Linked DNA regions of Mus musculus: region 1 is linked to region 2. A link is a contact called in public Hi-C data. All regions are on one chromosome and are shown on one strand. The core of a region is the stretch at or near the end of the contact, and the rest is flanking DNA. Distances in the headings are between cores, read along the strand shown.

What was found. Hi-C and Micro-C count contacts between places; a contact is called where the count stands out from the background.
Region 1: a contact with region 2 is called in a Hi-C map of bone marrow-derived macrophages, with 1.8 times the contacts expected there. The contact joins the enhancer-like site here to the promoter of Gtf3c1 in region 2. A contact is called at or near these places in 1 of 39 promoter capture datasets (pre-B cells), 2 of 484 Hi-C or Micro-C datasets (bone marrow-derived macrophages and nephron progenitors) and 2 of 9 other capture datasets (adipose tissue and liver).

The regions. Positions count from the first base shown.
Region 1 is chr7:125,579,564-125,582,661 of GRCm38.p6, forward strand. No RefSeq gene overlaps it. Among named protein-coding and RNA genes, the nearest start is that of Il21r, 22 kb to the right of the region's middle. Within about 2 kb of position 1,843, at least 135 of the 459 cell types and tissues checked have an H3K27ac peak or open chromatin away from gene starts, as enhancers often do. A contact at or near this core is called in adipose tissue and bone marrow-derived macrophages, where this site is marked.
Region 2 is chr7:125,706,145-125,709,356 of GRCm38.p6, forward strand. It overlaps Gtf3c1 (general transcription factor III C 1), which reads right to left and starts at 1,544. Exons shown (of 37, transcript NM_207239.1): 1 at 1,313-1,544. The coding sequence starts at 1,533. D430042O09Rik (RIKEN cDNA D430042O09 gene) reads left to right here and starts at 1,726. Exons shown (of 28, transcript NM_001081022.2): 1 at 1,726-1,804. The coding sequence starts at 1,798.

The sequences.
Region 1 (3,098 bases), core at 593-3,092, 130 kb before region 2:
TCATGGAGAAATGTATGTGCTAGTTATATTTCGCAACTGGTGAAAGACCCAGAGAATCAGCCTATAGGACAGACCTGTTTTGGCTCATAGTTCAGTGTATTCCTTCCACCATGGTGGGGATAGCATGGTGGCCTCAGTGGCTCTCTGCTGGGGAAAGAACTTGCACTGGGGTTTGTCCGTACCCTAGTGAAAGGAACTGGAGGTGGCCATCGCCTTCAAGGCCCACTGGTGTCACTCTTCTGCTAGAAAGGCCCAGTGTCCAAAAGGTTCCACCATGTCCTGGAACAATGTCACCACCTGGGAACCAGGTGTTCAAAACACGAGCTGTGGGTGCACATTTTATAGCCAAACCATAGGACACTGGCTCAAAGCTCAATCCGAGGAAGGAGCTTTGTAAGCAAGTGACTGTGTACAACGGCTCTGCCCCACAGAGCCGTGTGCTGAGATAGAAGCTGCCGAGACTGCTTCCTGTGCTCTCACCCTGTACCACGCACAAGTGAGTTATAAAGAAAAGAGGCTTTTTTCAGTTCATAATTCTGAGGTCAGGAGGTGGAATCTAGAGATGGCCTTGCTGATGGAGCCCTCAGGGGAGTCAGGGCACCCCATAGGAGAACATGTGTGTGTGCTCATGTATGTGTGTGGTGTGTGTGTGTGCTCATGTATATGTGTGATATGTGTATGCCTGTGTATGTATGTGGTGTGAGTGTGTGTTCATGTATGTGTGTGGTGTATGTGTGCTTGTGTGTGTGTGTGTGTATGTGCAAGCACACTCGTGTATGCATGTGGTGAGTATGTGTGTGCTCATGTATGTGTGTGGTGTGAGTGTGTGTTCATGTATGTGTGTGTGTACAAGCATGCTCATGTATGCATATGGTAAGTGTGTGTGTGCTCATGTATATGTGTGATGTGTGTGTGCTTGTATATGTGTGTGGTGTGTGTGTGTTCATGTATGTGTGTGGTGTGAGTGTGTGCTTCTATTATGTGTGGGGTTTGTGTGTGGCATGAGTATATGTGTGTGTGCTCGAGTATGTGTGTGGTGTTTGTATATGTGTGTGTTCATGTATGTGTGTATATGCATGTGTACTTGTATATGTGTGTGGTGTGAGCGTGAGTCTGGTTTCTGTGTATAGTCCTTATGATTCCAGGGCCTGCTCTAATGAGTTTACCTAACCCTGATCCCCTCCCAAAGGCCTCTCTAAATACCACAGTGACTAATTTCCTCCTCTTAATCCCTCTCCACAAGCATTCACATCCAGTCAAGTTTCCCAGGGGGACACACCAGATTCAAACCACACAGGAAATGCTTCCCAGTACTTAGCCAGGTTCCTTGGAATGCAGCTGGTTTGACTGAGGAGTTGAAATTTTCACTTAAAATGAACAATTTTATTTAAGTTTATTGGCATCTAAGCTTTGTTTCTGTGTGTTTTTGTCAACAGCCTCCACTAAGAGAGGACAGGGAAAGATCTAGAAAAATGAAAAAAGAAAGGACCCAAGGGTTGGTGTGATGTCTGTAGAGGGTTCCTGCGCGTGGCGGGCGCAGCCACCAAGGTGTTGTGAGCTGGGATTTTCCCAGCAGCCCCCGCTGTGCTGGATGCCCTGGAAGCCACGATGATGCTTTAACTTGGTGGAAGAAAACGCTGTTTGCGCTTATTCTGGTTCCGGCCTCGTGGGCTGCCGCGGAGCGCGCGTAGCCTGTTCAACTTTCCTGACATAAATTTCCCACTTAAGTCATTAAGTCAAAACCAAAAAAAAAAATCCCAGACCACAGGGCACGGTTCTGTTCACCGCGGGTGCACTGCGCGCTGTGGGTTCACAGCGCCGGTGACGTCGCGGATTTGCGGTGATACCACACTGAGCTCAAGAGACGTCAGTGTCCGTGGGACCGTGGACATGGCGTGACACCACTCTGGGGTGAAACGCGGGAAAAATGAAGGCAGGAGCAAGTGATGCCCAGCAACTCCTGTGTCCAGAGGGAGGGGAAGGGAAGGGCCGTGCCTCAGTCCCTGCTGCCCCCTGGTGGCCCGCACTGTCTCAGCACCAGCCTGCGTTCCTGGAACTCCCCAACTGCGGCCCAAGTAGGTGCAGCCCAGCTTCTGCTTGTCTCTGACAATGCTCCTGCTCTGGAGAACAGCACAGACATTCAGGATACCCTAAACCCAACTGTCTGGCACCGGGCCAGTCTGCAACTTATCTGAGCTCACATATGCATCTGTAATTGACACCTGTCTCACGAGCCCGTGGTGAGAATTAAATACATCACCACTTCAGTGAGCCCCTGGAGTGGCTCTTGCACACAAAACTCTTTAAAAGCATCTGCTAAGCTTATTCTTGATGTCCGACTGAGTGCGTCTGGGCAGTGCGGGAGTTGAGCAGTAAATTATGCTCAAGGAAAATGGCACCCTTAATCCCAAAGACAGCACAAGTCCAGGATAAAATGTGCCCCGCTGTCACCACCCTGTGTCTGCACATGTCCCCATCTCGCCATAGGCTATGTGCAGAGTGACTCTTGGCTGTTTTTCCTTTACAGTGCTGGGGTCATGAGCAGAGGTCCTCACAGCAGGCAAGAACTCCACTGCAGAACCACCCCAATCCCTCTGCCATTACATAGCACCAACTTCTCATAGGTCCAGGTCCTCTGTCCCAGCTCCTTCCATGCAGACCCAGATCCAGGCCCTCATATAGAGCACCACTCTGTAATGTTATGACTTTGTGGTCTGGGCACACATCTGTATTGCACACTGTCCTTTGTGTCTGTCCCTTGGGCCTCTGATGAGTTCTGGCTACTCTGACTTACCCTCCTTGCTACAGTTCTGCCATGATTTCCAGCTGACCACCGAGGCCCAAGTCACTCTACATGGTTTTTTGTCCTTTGCTACCATGGGACCACAGGCCACACTGACAGTCCTCCCTAATCAGGAAAAGCAGCAGGAGAAAGTCCTTTGCCGTTTTCTTTCCACTCTGCGTGTAATGTATGGTGCTTTGTCGTCCACACTGTGGTCATGAAGAGACAGTATCGAGATGGAAGATAAAGGCAAATGAGGTGCGGCAGAGAGGGAAAAGTCCTCGAACGCATCATCTAATCGTCAAACCCTGCCTCC
Region 2 (3,212 bases), core at 294-2,793:
CACCAGCCTCACTCCCCCTCCGGAGACTTCCCTCTGTCTTTATAGTAAAGGACAGCTTCATCAAGTGGACTAGATGATCACAGGTTCTTTCTCAGACAGTTTAGTCAAGGGCAGAGTAGATCCTGGACCTAAATTTCCTGGAATCCTAGTGGATGCCCACTTCACCCCCTGAGCCTCCTCTTCAGGGTGTTGTAAAACTTTCCACGCTCCCTGCTTCCAAGCGTACTCTTCAGGCGCACGCAGTTCACTTCTCTCCCGTTAAGCTATTCTACTTGGTGTTGCTTGTTCAGAGCACTCTGCCAAGTGGCCGCCTAAATCTAAACTTATCTGGTTCATTATTACCTCTAGAACCTCCTCTGACCTTCATAATATAGCTTAAGAGTTCCAACTTGCAGGGCATGGTAGGGCATGCCTGTAACCCAAGTGCTAGAGTGCAGAGGCAAGCGGGTATGATATGAAATCACACTGAACTGTATTGTCAGCTCTTTCTTCTTTTTTTTTTCTTTTTTTCTCTTTTCTTTTTTTTTTTTGGTTTTTCGAGACAGGGTTTCTCTGTGTAGCCTTGGCCTCGAACTCAGAAATCCGCCTGCCTCTGCCTCGCAAGTGCTGGGATTAAAGGCGTGTAACACCAAGACCAGCTCGTCAGCCCTTTCTTAACAAAAACTTGTACAGGGGAGTAAGGGGTGGGCTGAGGCTAAGGGCAGAGCATGCAAGGAGCTGGATTCTGCTCCTGGAGAAGGACAGATAGGAGAAGGGAAAAGTGCATTTAGCAATCCCTGAATCCTGTACTTAACCTAAGGTTAATCCCTTAACCTCTCGGCGTCAGTTTCCTCCTCTGTAAAATGAAAAGACAATAGTGTCTCGCTCAGTGTCGCGGAACTGAGTTCTGTCGCTTCCAGAACTGGGTCTTGGAACCCACCTATGGGAAGCGCCCAGTCCACCTCGGCTACTCTTTCACTGCTATTCGGGGCTATGCAGACCTCCAGTGAGCTGCCTTAGCTTTCGGAACGAACGCTCCCTAAAGGTCCCTGAAGGACCTCACCTAGTCCCACTTTTTAACCACTTTCCTACTCCCGTCCTATCACCCAACTTAAAGGAACTCTTTAGACTCGCTCCTTTAACACACTGGGAAACAGTTCCGTCACAGCGGATACCCCATCCCCCAGCTCATCTACTCCGGCCTGCTAGGGCGCAGAGCTCAGGTTTGCTCGCCTCCCGCGCCCATCCCCCACGTCCCACGGTCCCCGTTCTGCATCGCACCATCCTGCCCCGCTCCAGGCTCTCAGCCCTCGCCCCACCCCTGGTGGCTGACCGGTCTTGGAGCTGCAGGTCAGGTCTCTCTCGCGGCTCCTCGTAGAAACTGATGCCCGGGTGCGTGGCTAAAGCCCGCCACAAAAACTCCTGCGTGTAGGGTTCCAGAGGCAATGGGAAGGCAGGCGAGCGGGATTCCAGGCGGCTCCACAGCGCGGGCAGGCACAGGCCGTCGAGCCCCTCCAGGGCCACCTCGTCCAACAACGACTCGAGCGCGTCCATGGCCGCTTCAGTTAGCAGCGCCCGGGGCGCCTGCGCACCTCGCCGCCGAGGCCAGGGCCCAATGCGCCTGCGTACAGCGATCCGAGGCCTAGGGAGGACTGATGGGGAGTCCCAGCGCTCCGCCGTGACGTCACGCTACCCGAGGGCGGGCTCAATGATCAGAGTTCCTCCTCCATTGGTCCGGAACCCCGTAGTAACCAGGGGAACTGCAAACACTGTCAGGGCCGCTTCCGGTTCGGGAGGCCGGAACCGCCGCCTCTAGGGATGGACGGTTAGTGTCCGTGGGCCCCGCCGGGAGGTTGGGCGGCCGTCCCTCATCCCTCGGAGGTGTCTCAGGGAGGAACGCCTAGCCACAGGGACCCCGGCCCAGGATGGTGTCCAGCCTGAGGGGAAGGTTCTGGCGGTGCGGGATGGGGACCACGGCTGGGAGTGGTTTTGTAGGAGTCCCTCTCTCAGACTTAGGGAGGGGGGACGGGGAAGAGATTGGCGCGGGGGAGGCGTGAGGAGGATTGCGGGGGTCCTGGGATGGGCGATGGGAATGTCGAAGTTGGTTGGCGGTAAGCGTGTCCCTTGGGAGTACGTTTGTCAGCTCCTGGCATCAGGAGTGGAGGGAAAGGGCTGGGAAGAGTTTTATGTGCTTCGGTATTGTTGATAACTCACGTGAACTGAGTACTGTTCGGTGCCAGGGTTTCTGTAGCTACTGACAAGTGCAAACGTTTCACAGCAGTCCTTTGGGATAGTCACTTATTTTACAGGCGAGGGAGCTGAGGCTCAGACAAGGCAGGCCACTTTGCCTGGCCAAAGTCAAATAGCTAATCAAGAGACAGCATGAGTAAGACTCCTGGACGATGGGAGTTTAAAATCTGAAAAAAAAAAATATTTTAGAAGCCTTCCATTCCAGAGCTTGCCAGTGCACATGTCTACGGGAGCAAGTTTGGTGGGCTGTGACTGATAAACCAGTTGCCAATCTGTACAGAAGCAGATTGTTTTTAGGAGCAAGTCTCAAACTATGATAGCCAGTTAGTTAGTCAGTCGTAAGGCTAAAGGCAGCCTGGTTAGAATCACTGTGGACACTCAGGCGCTCCCTGGGAATAGCTGTTCTGATATCCAGCTTTTCAGATGGGAACACTGATGTCTGAGGAGACTGGAAGGGTCTGTGCTGCTTCACAGTTCATTACTGCCCCTTCCTTCTGCATTGCTGTGAAAGCCAGTGGATGTAGCATGGAAAGACATGTTACCATCGAATGTGTTACATCTGCTTAAAGGGTGCCTTTGTCCTTTGTCCTCGAGGCACTATAAAAAAATGCGTTTTATCAGTTTGCCCTGTCCTGCTGTCGAACAGTGGTTCTTAAAATCTAGGAGTCCTTGGACTCCTTTAAGCCTTTCCTTTACAAGACCTTTAAGCAATATAAGTGTGTATTATATCTGTGATGCTGCCACATAAATGCAAAATTTCAAGACATTTATTCACTTAGAACGAACCTCAGGCCAAGAGCGGTGGTGCATGCCTCTTCCCCAGCCCTCAGGACATCTCTGTGAGGATGACCTCTTCTACAAAGTGAGTGCCAGGTCAGCCAAAGCTAAGCTACTTGGGGAGGCCCTGTCTCTAAACAAACAAGAAACAGGAAACTCTTACTCCTGAACTTAGATCTTTTAAGTGAAGATAGCTGTGTGTACCC